3 separate regions of the Zea mays genome follow, and regions 1 and 2 are each linked to region 3. A link is a contact called in public Hi-C data. All regions are on one chromosome and are shown on one strand. Each heading gives the region's core, a stretch centred on a gene start, on an enhancer-like site or on the middle of the called end of the contact. The rest is flanking DNA. Distances are from core to core; before and after follow the strand shown.

Region 1 (3,886 bases), core at 1,092-3,591, 420 kb after region 3:
CGTCTTCAGGGCACATTACAACAGGTACCTGGGACAGTTCAGATCAAGCTACTACTACTCATCGGTGAACTGTGTGAATAGGCTGCAGAATAATTTAATCTGGTCGAGAAATTCTTCCTCGATAAAAAAAAGGTTAGTGAAGTAAATAAAATTAAAAAAAAAACAGATGGGCAGCATACCACTTGAGTAACATCGAGTTGTTCATCCATTTTCCAGTCCGAAGGCCAGTTGATCACATGCAGGGAATCCGTTGCGTTGTGTGCACCGCTGTCCACGGCTTGTTTTGAAGACAGGAAGACCAGAAGCCTTCCATCCCGGCTGTTTCGCAGTAGCCAGCCACTCACTTAATTGTATCATTCAGATCAAAATAAGCACTGCCTGGATCTGGATAATGCTGGTACTGAGCTACTGACGACCATACCTGAACCGTGGAAACAATGCACTGCTGAAGCCTGGGGTTAGGTTGCGCGCCACCGCACCGCCGGAGCCTGATTTACCATCACTGCTGGTAAAAAGGGAAAACAACACAACATTAGTGTTACTACAGAGCAAAGCCATGGACCGTGCGTGAGGGGATGGATGCTCACGTACGTCGTAGCCGGTGGATTGCCAGGCGGCTCTGGTCCTTGGATAGGGCAAGGGGCTGCATAGAGAGCACATGGCCTGTTGGAGCAGTACTTGATGCCGAGTTTTCTAGCAGTGTTCTGGAAGAACCCGTTGCGCTCTGACCATCCAACGAAAACCAGATACTTGTGCCTGCCACCTGGTGATTCCGGAGCCCAAACAACCTGCCCAACGCTCAACGATGTTGGGACACCTTTAGCCGCTACCACTTCTCCTCTACATACACCAAAATTGAAGACAGCAGTGAGTAGGGTTTTTTTTCTTCCCACAAGCTGTCAAGCTCTTGTGTTGATTAGTAGGCATGGAATGGAACAGAGACCTGGGAATGTCAAGAACAAACAGTGAGGGTCTTCCTTTCTTGGAGTACGTTTCACCCCAGTCCTCCTCCCACACGCCCTGCCCTTTCCAGGCACTGCAGTCTCCCTCGGAACAACCTTCTTCCCTCGTGTATCCGGAACGATTGAAAGCTGGTCTTGGTGTGGCTGGAGCTTCAGCGACGTATGCTACCAAGGTCTCTTCTTGATTCCAAGAAACACCATGAAACCTGCAGGAACAGGAACAGGAACAGCGCCGGACTGTCATGCGTGCCGCTCTAGCTGTAGCTGTGGAAAGCAAATGCACAGGATCGGTTCCTCCTCTCGTACCATTCATCCGTGTAGAGAGGACCGTGCACAGAACCTGCTACGTGTATCTCCTTCTCCACATGTGACTGACAAACGATTTCGAGCTTGGTGGGGCATCCTCTCTCCCCGTTTCGCACTACGAGGAGCTTCGACCCGGAAGGGGACGGAACGGTGGCGGACACTCCGGTTGTTTCAGTGGGGAAAGGAGACCACTGGAAATCCGGAGAGGTGGTGCCGGTGCCGGCTCTCGTCGTAATATGAGAATACAAAACGTATTTCCTGTTGGTGTTCGCCAGTAAGTCTGGCTGGCTAATGGAGAACATCGCTCTGGATCTGTCCTCTGCAATCATAGACGGTAGAGTGGGTAGGGTACTGGTTAGAACCTAAGACAAAAAAGCCGTTTTGGTATGAATTCAGACTTTCAGAGAGAAGTATAGGATGATTATGGACAAAAGAAAGCCATACCATCGTTGGTTTTGAGGATGGAAGCACTGTCGATGCTTGGGACGTTGGTGAATTCTTGCAGTAGCTTGGATTGCGAGGCATATTCTTCAGGTGCCATTGCATCCATCCTGCAGACTGGATTTTCTTCTCTCTCTCCCAGGACACATGCACACCTTGATGACCCACTGGAGGAACAAAATTCACTTGGCTATGCTAGCTAAATATCTGTAGTTTTACAAAGTTCATGTGAAAAAAGATGAAACGCTAAAGAATCTAACAGGAAAAAATCGTCGAGTGTCGGTGGTAGTGCCTGGGTGAGAGTGTTGAGTGCAAAAAGTTACCTGAACTCGGAAGCCAAACAGTTCTACACTGACTAGGCTAAACTGATCGAAGTAGACATGGGCTCATCTTGATCTAGACCTAGCAGATGATTGGGTTAATTAAGCCAAGTACAGATGGACGAAGCAACCGTATGTAGCCACAAAATTGTCCACAACATCAAAACCGCAATCTACAAATTCACAGCAAACCTTCGATCGAGGAAGAGATGACAGCGCGAATGGAAATTGCTTACACAGGATTTTCTGCTCTAATTTGCAGTACTTGAGTCCAGCAGAGGAAGAAAGACGCGAAGGGAATCGAACGGAAGGTAGCGTCAGATCTGTAACTGACACTCCTAAATAATGCACAAAATGACAAGATGAACTCCCAACCTTTTCTTCTTGTTCTTTTCTTCACATTATTGGTGCGGCTTTAGCTAATAAAATATCGTGTCAAACTCGAACGTACCATTCTGCTAGAACCTAAAATCTGGAGGATTAACGAGGTAACGTCATGGGAATACTGAATTACAGATTGCGACCTCGTAAATTTATATCTTGACAAGGAGTAGGTACGGACAGACGATTACACCATTTGTTAGACAGAAGGTATTTATAGGGTCAGGATATATAAATTGTTTGATTCATTAGTGTTTAATGAAAGGCAGCTTTAAGGAAAGAGATCATCGGATATAGATTAAAGTGTTGTTAGCTCCTTGAGCCAAAGTCTACCTATTTATTTATTTTTTGATAGAACAGGAGGGGAGGGCCCTACTGAAAATTTTATTAAAATTTTGAAAAGAAAATAAGGTTTAGAATAGACAAGAAGACGAATTACAGGGGATTAGGGGGAGTATGTACTGCCAATGTTTTCTACTGCCATTGTTGAAGCCATGCCGGGATGGCAGAATCAAATCTACCCAAAGCTCTGGAAATGACAAGGAGCAATTCATTTGCAAACTCCTGCTTGCAATGTTGCACCATTGGATCTTTGTTCTGAAAAAGTCAAGCGTTGCGGCACTTCCAAATGCTCCAAGTCATGAGAATAATAACCTCCATAGAGAATGGAACATTGAGTTGCTGTTTAAGGTTTGCCGCAACCTCCTCTCGATTAGCAACTCTAGGAGGAGTCAGACCGATTGAGTGCCAGCAGGCCTTCGCAAAGTTGCACCTGAGGAATAGATGGTAAAGAGTTTCCTCCCTCTACCAGATGCAGTTCTCGCAGGTGTAAGACTCAAGAGTCATGTTCTTCCTCCTAAGCATATTCCTAGTGTTGAGCCTATTTTTTAGCCATAGCCAAAAAAAGACCTTGTGCTTAGGTTGACATTTGTTCTTCCAGAGCAATCTGTAAATCTGATGCACGTGAGACTGTCCCATCAGATGCTTGTAAGTCTGCTTCGTGGAGAAGATTTCAGATCCCCAAATGAGCTTCCAAGTGTCCTTAACGTTGGTCACCGTGATTTGTCCCCAGGTCTCATTTAGCTCAAGATATTGCTCGTAGGCTTGCACAGACAGGGGGAGCTGAAACAACTCAAGGAGGTGCTCTTTTTGCTTAGCATCTTTGATAGAGAGTTTGGTGTTGCAAGCAAAAGAAAATAATTCTGGATATTGCTGAGTCGGGATGCCCTTATTCCACAGATCTTCCCAGAAAAGAATAGTTCTCCCATTGCCAATGGTCGGGGCTGCCAGGCCCTTGAAGTCTTGGAGTAAACTAAGCAGGCTTTTCCACCAAAAGGAACCAATATTTGAATCGCTAGGGAGTCTGTTTGTCCTGTAGTAGTTGTTCCAGACCAGGTTAACCCAGGGTAAGTCATGATTGTTGAAGAACTTGTACACGAATTTCAAAAGCAAGGCCTTGTTTTACGTCTCCAACCT
Region 2 (4,436 bases), core at 205-2,704, 340 kb after region 3:
AATTATTATTGGCTCACTGGACTGGACACTACTGTCGCATGTTGTAAAATTATTAAGTTGTATTGATATAGTTGTCACCTTGCTGAATGTTCGGCACGGTGATGAACTTTTAGTTTAGCATTATTTTAACCAGGAGGGACACTGATTGATCTTTACATTTCGGTCTCAACCTGGCCGGCCTAATAATATAGATTGAGGAGATTCTTCAGTTTCTAGCACCTATGGGTAAAGATGTTTTGCATCCTTAAATCTCTATCTCACTCAATCTAGACTCAAGTGTTGAGAAAAAAAACGCAAAAAAAAAAAAAAAAAACTAAACTAAATGCATCGTTGGTTTATTAATTCTTGTCCATGTTTGATTTAGATCCATCAACGCTGAAAGTGTTTTTTTTGGGTTCGTAACTTTTTTAATTGATGCATTTGGTCTTACTCTTCGTTTTTTTTAACTTGACGTGGCTGTCTACGGTTGCGCTACCCTGGCTCTGAAGGTTGTCCACGAGCGCCGCCGCCGTGTCCGGATGCTCTTCCCAGCACCTTCGGCGCGTACCAAATCAAGGGTTTGTGGCGACAAAACTATTATTTGATTTGTTTCTTATGATACGTGTTTGATTTGATTTTTTGATTGAGTATAACGAGTTGTCAAGTAATGTCTGCAATTGCATCTATATATAATTAGATATACAAATATAATTAGAAAGATAAAATATTCCCCATAATAAAATAGATCCATCTTTTATATCCAGCTTATCTTAACAGATTCTATCTTTATCCTAATAGATTCATCTTGTCCTGATAAGCATACTTATCCCACCCTAGAGTAACAATCATAATCTAATCCATATTAATTAGATTTTATCTAGTCTAATCTAGTCATACCAATCTGATTTAGATCCCATCTGAACTAATGTGATCTAAGCTAATATGGTTAATCTGATCTAATCTAGTCTTACATAATACTAGTCTGATCTAATCAAAACTAATCATGTCTAATCTAATAAGACCTAGTATAATCGACTCATATTTTTTGCACCTATGTGAAGGATAGAGCAAATTAACCTAGATTATTTAATAGATTAAACTCTACACCTAGAAACTCTTTTCCCCACTTAGTTCACTTAATCCTAGATTGGTGACTTAGACCAACTCGACCATGAACAACAACATAACCTACATAGTGGGTTGTATAACCTATCTAGCCCCACCTAGAAACAAAACAACTAAACCTGATCCTACCTATTCCCATTTAGCTTTATCTTTACTACTCTATATGTTGATACTGAGGGCGTCCACCAGCATCAGCACGGTTCCGCCCTCGCCCTCCCCTCAGCCAATCTCGCAGCGGCGCCCGCCCCCGACATCCTCGCCTCCACCTCGCTCTCCATGAATGGAAGGCGCCATTCAGGGATCCTTCTTGTCCGCATCCGCCATCCTCGGGCTCGCCCCGCTCAAACACGATGGGCCTCGCCCCTCGCCGCTGCGAGTTTGGCACTCGCCCCGACACCCTCGTCCCTCGCCGACAATCCAGGGCTGCTACACCGGCCTTCCCCACGCGTCATGGAACTCCCATCAGCATCGCTCGAAATCCCGCAATCCAAGCCACCCGAGCCATCTGCGATAATAAATCATCCAACATCCTCGCCCCAAATCGACGCCAACCTCCCCCATCGACGCAGATGATGGAGTTCCTTAAAGACCATGCCACCCCAATCCCCATCACCCCCAAGCCACACGGACGCCGCGCCCACCCCCACGCGCTCCCAGTCCCGCAGCCCCCGAAGCGAGTTCCCCGCGACCCCTGCATCTGCCCGCCGCGACAGGCGACGCGCAGACGCCGCGCTCGCCCAGCTCGCTCACACAGCGCCAGCCGCTGTCGCCCATCAAAGCCGCCCCCAACCGTGACGTGCGATCGGCGGCCAGAGCAGCCAAATCTACCGGCCCGATGACTGAATCGACCGGTTGCAGCGACCAAATCTAAGGTCGGCGAGAAGGAGGCAGTCCCCTGGAGGCCGGATCGGCGTACTTGGAGGCGGCGGGCTGCTGCTGGGGTTTCGCTGGAGGCTGCCGGCGTGAAGCACCAGCCACCAGGGCTAGGCAGGTGGATAGTAGTGATGAACTAAAGGGTGCTGCACGCCAGCGGCCAACATGGGACACCGGGCAGGTGGGCAGAAGCAGCCAACGACAATAGCAGAGCACAGGTAAAACGATCCCCCCACTTTGGAAATTACAATTCCTATTTCGATCCTAAATTTATCATTTTCTTGGACTGTACAACATAAGGGGACAAGACATTAAAGCCAAATTTCTATCCTACTCTGATTTAATCACATGTTTTACAACCAATGTAAAGCCAACCTAAAGCAGTAGGCATAGAAGAACAACCAGCAGCCTGAAAGTCGGGACAAGGGCTAGCAATGCAAAATGAGTGATTGACTGATTGAAAAAATGCATATTACCTTACCCGTTCGTTTTCATCCCTATTTGCACATGCTGATATTTATAGCCAGAGAATTACTTTTTAAATGCCCATTGCATCATATAAGTACATGCCATTGTTTTCGTCATAGCATATGGTCGAAGCCGACAAGTCAACCTCAAGAACATTCACCAACCAATCAGTCATTTGATCCAAGGTACCAACCTCTAAACGAATCAGTTCATTATCGGCTAACTGGCTCCAAGAACTGGCCAAGCCAGCTCAAAGTCTAGGCAAGCCGATTTGCTCGCTCTCAGCATAGGAAAATCAATCAAATTGGTTTGCCTACCTTCTAAACTGGCCAAGTCAATTTTGCTGCCATTATATGTTAGCTTCACTGGATTTCTTTTTTGCATTTTGGTTACTCAGCTTGTACAGTGTGTTCATATGTCCTATTTATACATCTTCAAAAATAGGCAATATTTTATGCACTTCTTTTTGCTACAATCAGCAAGTGCTAAATTTTACACTCTCATTAGACATTAGCTAGGAACTGAACTGCGACACCTAATAGTTAGTTGTCTCGGATAAATCATGTTTTTATCCTAACATATAATCAGGGCTAGGCTTGTTTTCAGTTTGACACTGATGTATGCACTTCTGGTGTGTTTCTACTTGCTCATGATACTTATAAAAAGAAATGGTTAAGTCGGGCCCGATTTAACACTATCTAATCTACAATTGTGAGCTTGTATGTTGATCCCTATATCATCCCTAGCTCATGCGTGTCTATTCCTCATTTACAAGTTTAGGGGTTTGTATTCACTTATGTCGAAGTCCTTTATTTCTGAGAACATTTGGTCCAGTGTTTGTTGCCTAATTATAAAACAACATGTTTGTTTTGCAAACCAAACATTGAGCCATTACTCACACATTGCTCTGACAGGCAGTCTTATTCATATTTTCAGTTAAATTTAGTTTCATACAAAATAGGTCATTGTACTTATTTATTTGGGGTTGACATTTGGAAACATTTTAATGCGTACTCAAATTAACTAAACCATTATTCATGCATCACTTCAGAGCAAAAGGCGTAGCAGATAGCATTATTCAGATTTTCAGTTAAATTTGGTTTCATACAAAACATGCCATCCTACTAAATCATTTGGGGTTGGCATTTGAAGACATTTTGGTGCGTACTCAAATTAATCTACAAGAACAACACTTCATACACGATTATTTATGTTGTTCACCTTAATTTTATGTGTATAACTTCTTATTAGGAACCAGTCTGTACTCACCTTACCAAGAGTAATTACAATTCTATTGATTACTCCTACTGTTCAGTTTGGCAGCATCCTACAATTGCTGCTTTATTTAGGTATCTTAATATGATATTTTTCTATTATTTTTACTTGATCCCTGAATGGCGCCTTCTATTTAAATGTTCCAGTTTCTAATTGATATATGTGGAATATATTCTATTGCTATTAGCATGGGTTAAGACCAGTGTTGTGGTTGACACCGGATTTCCCTCTGAACACAGATGAACTCATCCCTCTGCTTGATGTCCTAGCAAACAAAGTGAAGGCTATCAGGAGGCTTACGAAACTCTTGACAACCAAACTTCCTACAGGCACAATTCCAGTCAAGGTAAACTATCTGGCACCTTGATTACATTACCCGTGCTTCCAGCAGATTACATCTTGCCATTTATTACATGCATGTTCTTGTAAGTACCTGCATCCAACCCTTCCATTCTTCAGTTTGATGCCTATTGAAGTACAATACAGATTTTCCTGTGAATGATGACTTGTCTTGATGGACCTTAAAGGAAGTCATAGTTGCTACAATGAAAAGAAGAAAGTAGAGGAAAAGGAACAGATCTCGACTGTAATTCTGCAGATGAAGCATACCAATAAAAAGGTTAGTGGATTAAAGTGTTACACTATATATAATGGCACATGAAGAATGCACTGGGATATTTTTCATTAATTTGAATACTTCAGAAAATTTGAAAGGT
Region 3 (4,304 bases), core at 65-2,564:
CACCAGTGTTAGTTTGACACATATGAGCTAAAATTGCCGACCATGCTGCAACAGGTGGGTATGCTTCCATCTTTACCAACTTCCTCACAACATTTAAAGCAAGATTAGGCAGAGCACAGTGTGCAAGAATGAGGGATAGGTAAATTAGGGGTTCCTTATCCAACAATTCTTGCTTCTCTTCAAATGCATGACTGACCACATTGTAGGACTGCTTAAGCCAGTGATGATCACAGCTCTCTGCTAAGCCAGTGATGAGCTTGCTCAAAACAGACTTTCTTGGAAGTCCATCCATGTGAACATGCTTCTCATAAGCCCTCCATGCATCATCAAATCTCTGCTGATCAATTGCATTCTCTATCTCCATTGCTAGCTGAGATGGATCATGAGCTTGGACTAGAATGGTTCCTGTGACAGTGGAAAAGCAAGCGCCACATCTACCAATATTTAGCTCTGGTTTCAAGGTTTTGGTACTACTGTCCCTACTTTGGTGAGTCCCATGATACTTGGAGCCGACATGGTGTGGGCTTTGAGGAGCAAACAAACATCGTATACCCACAAGTAATGAAGATACAGCATGTCCTGCATAATATCTTGAACAAATTCTTCCAACACAAAGCATTTTCCTGCAACAGGTAACAAGGGTCAAACAGAAAGAACTTAAAACAATGAGTCAATGTTATTTTTGAATGCAGCAGATTAAAATTTTAGAATTGATGGACTTCAATAACACCCTATCTCAACTGGGAGGACAGTAAGCAAAACAAGGCTTCGCAGGAGGAAATCAGAACGCTACTTAGCAAGACAGACAACTGAAACTGGGCAGATGACATAGCCATTTTAGCTAAAGGGGTGAATTGCAAGCAAAGGCTTTACATGTGCAGTCATATATGAAAACCTTTCCATGTTAATGTTTGTATCATAATAATTGGTTTAGCACTCTGCATTGAGAATGTATCTTTTTGGCCCAGTTTGGGTGGGGGGGGGGGGGGGGGGGGGGGGGTGCGCAAAAAGAGGCACTAAAACGCCTTCAGCGCTAGGTGGACGGGTAACGCTTTGCTCTGCAGCACAAGTGCCCCCAGAGCGGCGCGACCGCCTTGGCGGAGCAGCATCTACTGGAGGCGCCGTTGACGGCCCACCGGAGGGGAGAGAAGAGCGGGGGCACGCACGCAGGGTTGCCGCCGGTGTGCGGAGGACTGGAGGCGAGGGCGTGACCGCGCGAGGCTACGGGTAGGAGGGGCAGCCAGTGACGACGCCGCCGAGCCTGCCTGCCGAGCGCGAGTGGGAGAGGGAGCGGAAGATGAAGATTGAAGAAGCCGGCGCTGGAGCAGTGAAAAGGTTAGAGAAAAAAAAAACCGTGTGAGTGTGGTTGAACGTGGGTTTTTATGTGAGTTAATGGGCTCCTAGACGGGCCACTAAATAAAAGTTCGTATTATTCTTTTCTTTTCTTACTTTTTTGGCTTTTTTATAAGCAGTGGATTTAAGCATCTCCAAGAGACTCTTTATTTTTGGCTCTCTATTTATATTTTTATATAGATTACATTTTATATATAACATTTCATTCCAACAAACTATCTATTTAGTTTAGCTAGTCGGTTTGAATAGCGATGGAGCCAATTTGAAGAGTCAGATAGCTTGACTAGTCAGATTGTTAGTCCGTTGAAGAGTTACTTTGCTGTTGATTATCCAAAATTTGGCTAGTCTCTTAGAGATTCTTATGTGGGAGAAGGGTATTGTAAGTGCTTCGAGGGCTAAAATCTTTTACACCCTAAACCTTCTCCAATCTCATTGCTCCCGAACAAGCCTTTACAAACGACATCCTCGCTGACATATATCTCACAAACTTTTATTTCTTCACTAGTATATACTTCGTAATCATTAGAGACTGTAGATGTTCTAGTTCTCTCGAAGTTTCTTAAAATTACATTATTCTCATCATTTTGATCGTTCTAGGGTTGCTCCAATGGTGGATTATTAAGCACAACTTCTTTCTCTGTTTCTAAAGGCTCCTATGTAACTGGCGCCAGAGGTTCAGACACCTTAAAGACTAATGTGACTTGCTCGGTAATTGTCATGCTCGATGGCTCAACATTTGTAGCAGAGGTTTCATTTACGGTTGGAGGAACTAGTAGCGAAACCTCGGTAGGAATCAAGAAATATGGTTCTTTAACCATCAAAATTGGGCCATACAAACCCTCTTTTTCTCTCAAGTTTATTTCTTGAGGTACCATGTTCCCCTTAATCATCTCATTCATAAGAATATTACATGTCTTATTTTGACAAACTTAGTATGTATGCCTAGGCAGTAAAGTTTGAATCCTTCTAGACTTCTTAGGGTAGCCAATAAAATGACAACTCATTGTCTTTTCATCTATTTCCCTTCCTAGGGTTAAATATTCTTGTTTCAGCTAGGGAAACCCCAAATATAAGAATAGTTCAACTTGGGTAACTCTCAATCCACAACCGATGTGGGGTTTGGGGCACTAATTTACTAGGGACTCTGTTATGTATATGGATAACAATTTTTAAAGCCTCCATCCATAGACACAATGCAAACTAAAGTAACTCAACATACTCTGCACCATGTCCATCAAAATATGATTTCTTCTTTCTGCGACCCCAGTCTATTGAGGCTCACTCGATGTCAGGTACTGGGATACAACTTGGAGGAACCTTGCAAAGGGTCTTTGTAACTGTCCATACAATGTATAGCATCCATAATATTCTTCCCTCTCACGATTAGATTTTACTATCTTGATCTGCAAACCATATTGATTATCAATGTTTGCTTTCAATAACTTGAACTTATCTAAGGCTTTTGTTTTCTATGATAGGGTAAATGCATCCATAACATGAGTAATCATGTTATGGTTATAAATAAATCATAACCACCAACTGTCCTCATTAGAAAAGGACTACAAATATATGCATGGATAATTTCTAATACTCTTGTACTATGCTTGAATATATTGTTAAAAAATTCATAAATTTATCAATAATGCAATCTATGCAATGTTCTAGCGCGGGAGCATATCTAGGCTCCCGTTGCTCTACGTCATCCTGACATGCTTTAACCGCGGGATTCATATCGAACGACCTTGGTCCCATGTCCACTCTGAGAGACGAGAGTCTTCTAGTGTTCACCAATCCCGATTCCCTTCTCCCTCAGTCCATCACCCTCCGCCTCCCCAGCCAAATGCCACCGGTGATAGCGCTCGCCTCGCCGCGCCAAAAAATCTAGCGGCTTCACACTCCTCGTTTCCTCTGTGGCTTCCATGGCGAACTCAGGCCTAGGGCTTGGACTCGCGCCACCGGGTGTCGAGCCCTCTTCACTCCATGCCCAGTGCTTGGCCAAACGGCGCGTCCCGCCCGCCTCCTCTCACTCCAGCGCCGCAAACATAGCGTCGTAGTAAGCGTGGCACCTCCAGTTGGCGTGTGACCTCCTTGGGACCTTCTCCGCAACGGTGCCGATGCTGAACTCAAGTACTCAACCTGACAGTCCAGACCTCAGAGCAAGTCCAGGCGATGCAGATCGTTCGGCGAGGCATGAAGGCCCCAAGCCAACAGCCTTCGGAGCCAACATTGTTGGTAGCTTCACCCACTGAGGCACCCTTTGTGTTTGGGAGCGTGAAGGAGAACCAACTTTTTTGCATTTTAGTCCTTTGCAGTTTCATTTCAAAAAATGGACCCCAACCTCAGCGTCATCATCATTGGCGCCGAGCTAACGCATAGTGGCGCCGACCCTTTGGAACCTGTCGCGTCGGCTGCGCAGGCATAGCTGAAAATAATGGCGCTGAAAATAGTGTGCTATTTTCGGTGGCCCTCCCCTGGCCGCCGAAAATAGTGGGGCCGTCGAAAATGCATGTAGCTCTTGTTGTGTGCCACGTAGGCATAGCTGGCACCAATTATGACGGCGCCACTATGCGTTAGCTCGGCGCCAATGATGATGGCGCCGAGATTAGGGTCCATTTTTTAAAATGAAATGCAAAAAAGTTGGGAAGGAGAACCTCCCTCGGTTTGCCGAGATGTTGTCTACTTCATAAAGCTCCTCATAGGATGGAGACGTTGAACTTGTGAACGTCAGGTGATGCACTTTTTCAGACACCGTTAGCAGCATAATTCCATGACCAAACAATAAGCTTCCCTGCTGCTTATTGACCTGCCCAACTGCAGCACAAGATATGACCGCATATTTACATTACAAAGGTGCATCACTGATGAATATTCAAATTTGCTCAGTACATTACAAATCTTTTACGAAGAAGCATCGTTGTTCTTCATCGATATGGACTAGACCACCTTGAATG

The links. Hi-C and Micro-C count contacts between places; a contact is called where the count stands out from the background.
Region 1: a contact with region 3 is called in a Hi-C map of leaf, with 5 times the contacts expected there. The contact joins the promoter of LOC100281428 here to the promoter of LOC103626215 in region 3. A contact is called at or near these places in 2 of 25 Hi-C or Micro-C datasets (ear and leaf).
Region 2: a contact with region 3 is called in a Hi-C map of leaf mesophyll, with 7 times the contacts expected there. The contact joins the promoter of LOC109939503 here to the promoter of LOC103626215 in region 3. A contact is called at or near these places in 4 of 25 Hi-C or Micro-C datasets (ear, leaf, leaf mesophyll and 1 more).

What each region holds. Positions count from the first base shown.
Region 1 is chr5:35,321,181-35,325,066 of Zm-B73-REFERENCE-NAM-5.0, forward strand. It overlaps LOC100281428, which reads right to left and starts at 2,342. Exons shown (of 18, transcript NM_001154346.3): 1 at 2,266-2,342; 2 at 2,033-2,111; 3 at 1,713-1,916; 4 at 1,269-1,587; 5 at 944-1,168; 6 at 592-840; 7 at 422-505; 8 at 180-318; 9 at 1-28. The coding sequence starts at 1,818.
Region 2 is chr5:35,245,930-35,250,365 of Zm-B73-REFERENCE-NAM-5.0, forward strand. LOC109939503 (wiskott-Aldrich syndrome protein homolog 1-like) reads left to right here and starts at 1,455. Exons shown (of 1, transcript XM_020537685.3): 1 at 1,455-1,943. The coding sequence starts at 1,455. The coding sequence ends at 1,943. LOC542030 (histone acetyl transferase GNAT/MYST 101) reads left to right here. Exons shown (of 13, transcript NM_001111675.1): 13 at 1-215.
Region 3 is chr5:34,906,497-34,910,800 of Zm-B73-REFERENCE-NAM-5.0, forward strand. It overlaps LOC103626215 (pentatricopeptide repeat-containing protein, mitochondrial-like), which reads right to left and starts at 1,315. Exons shown (of 3, transcript XM_035958995.1): 1 at 1,167-1,315; 2 at 1-623. The coding sequence starts at 619.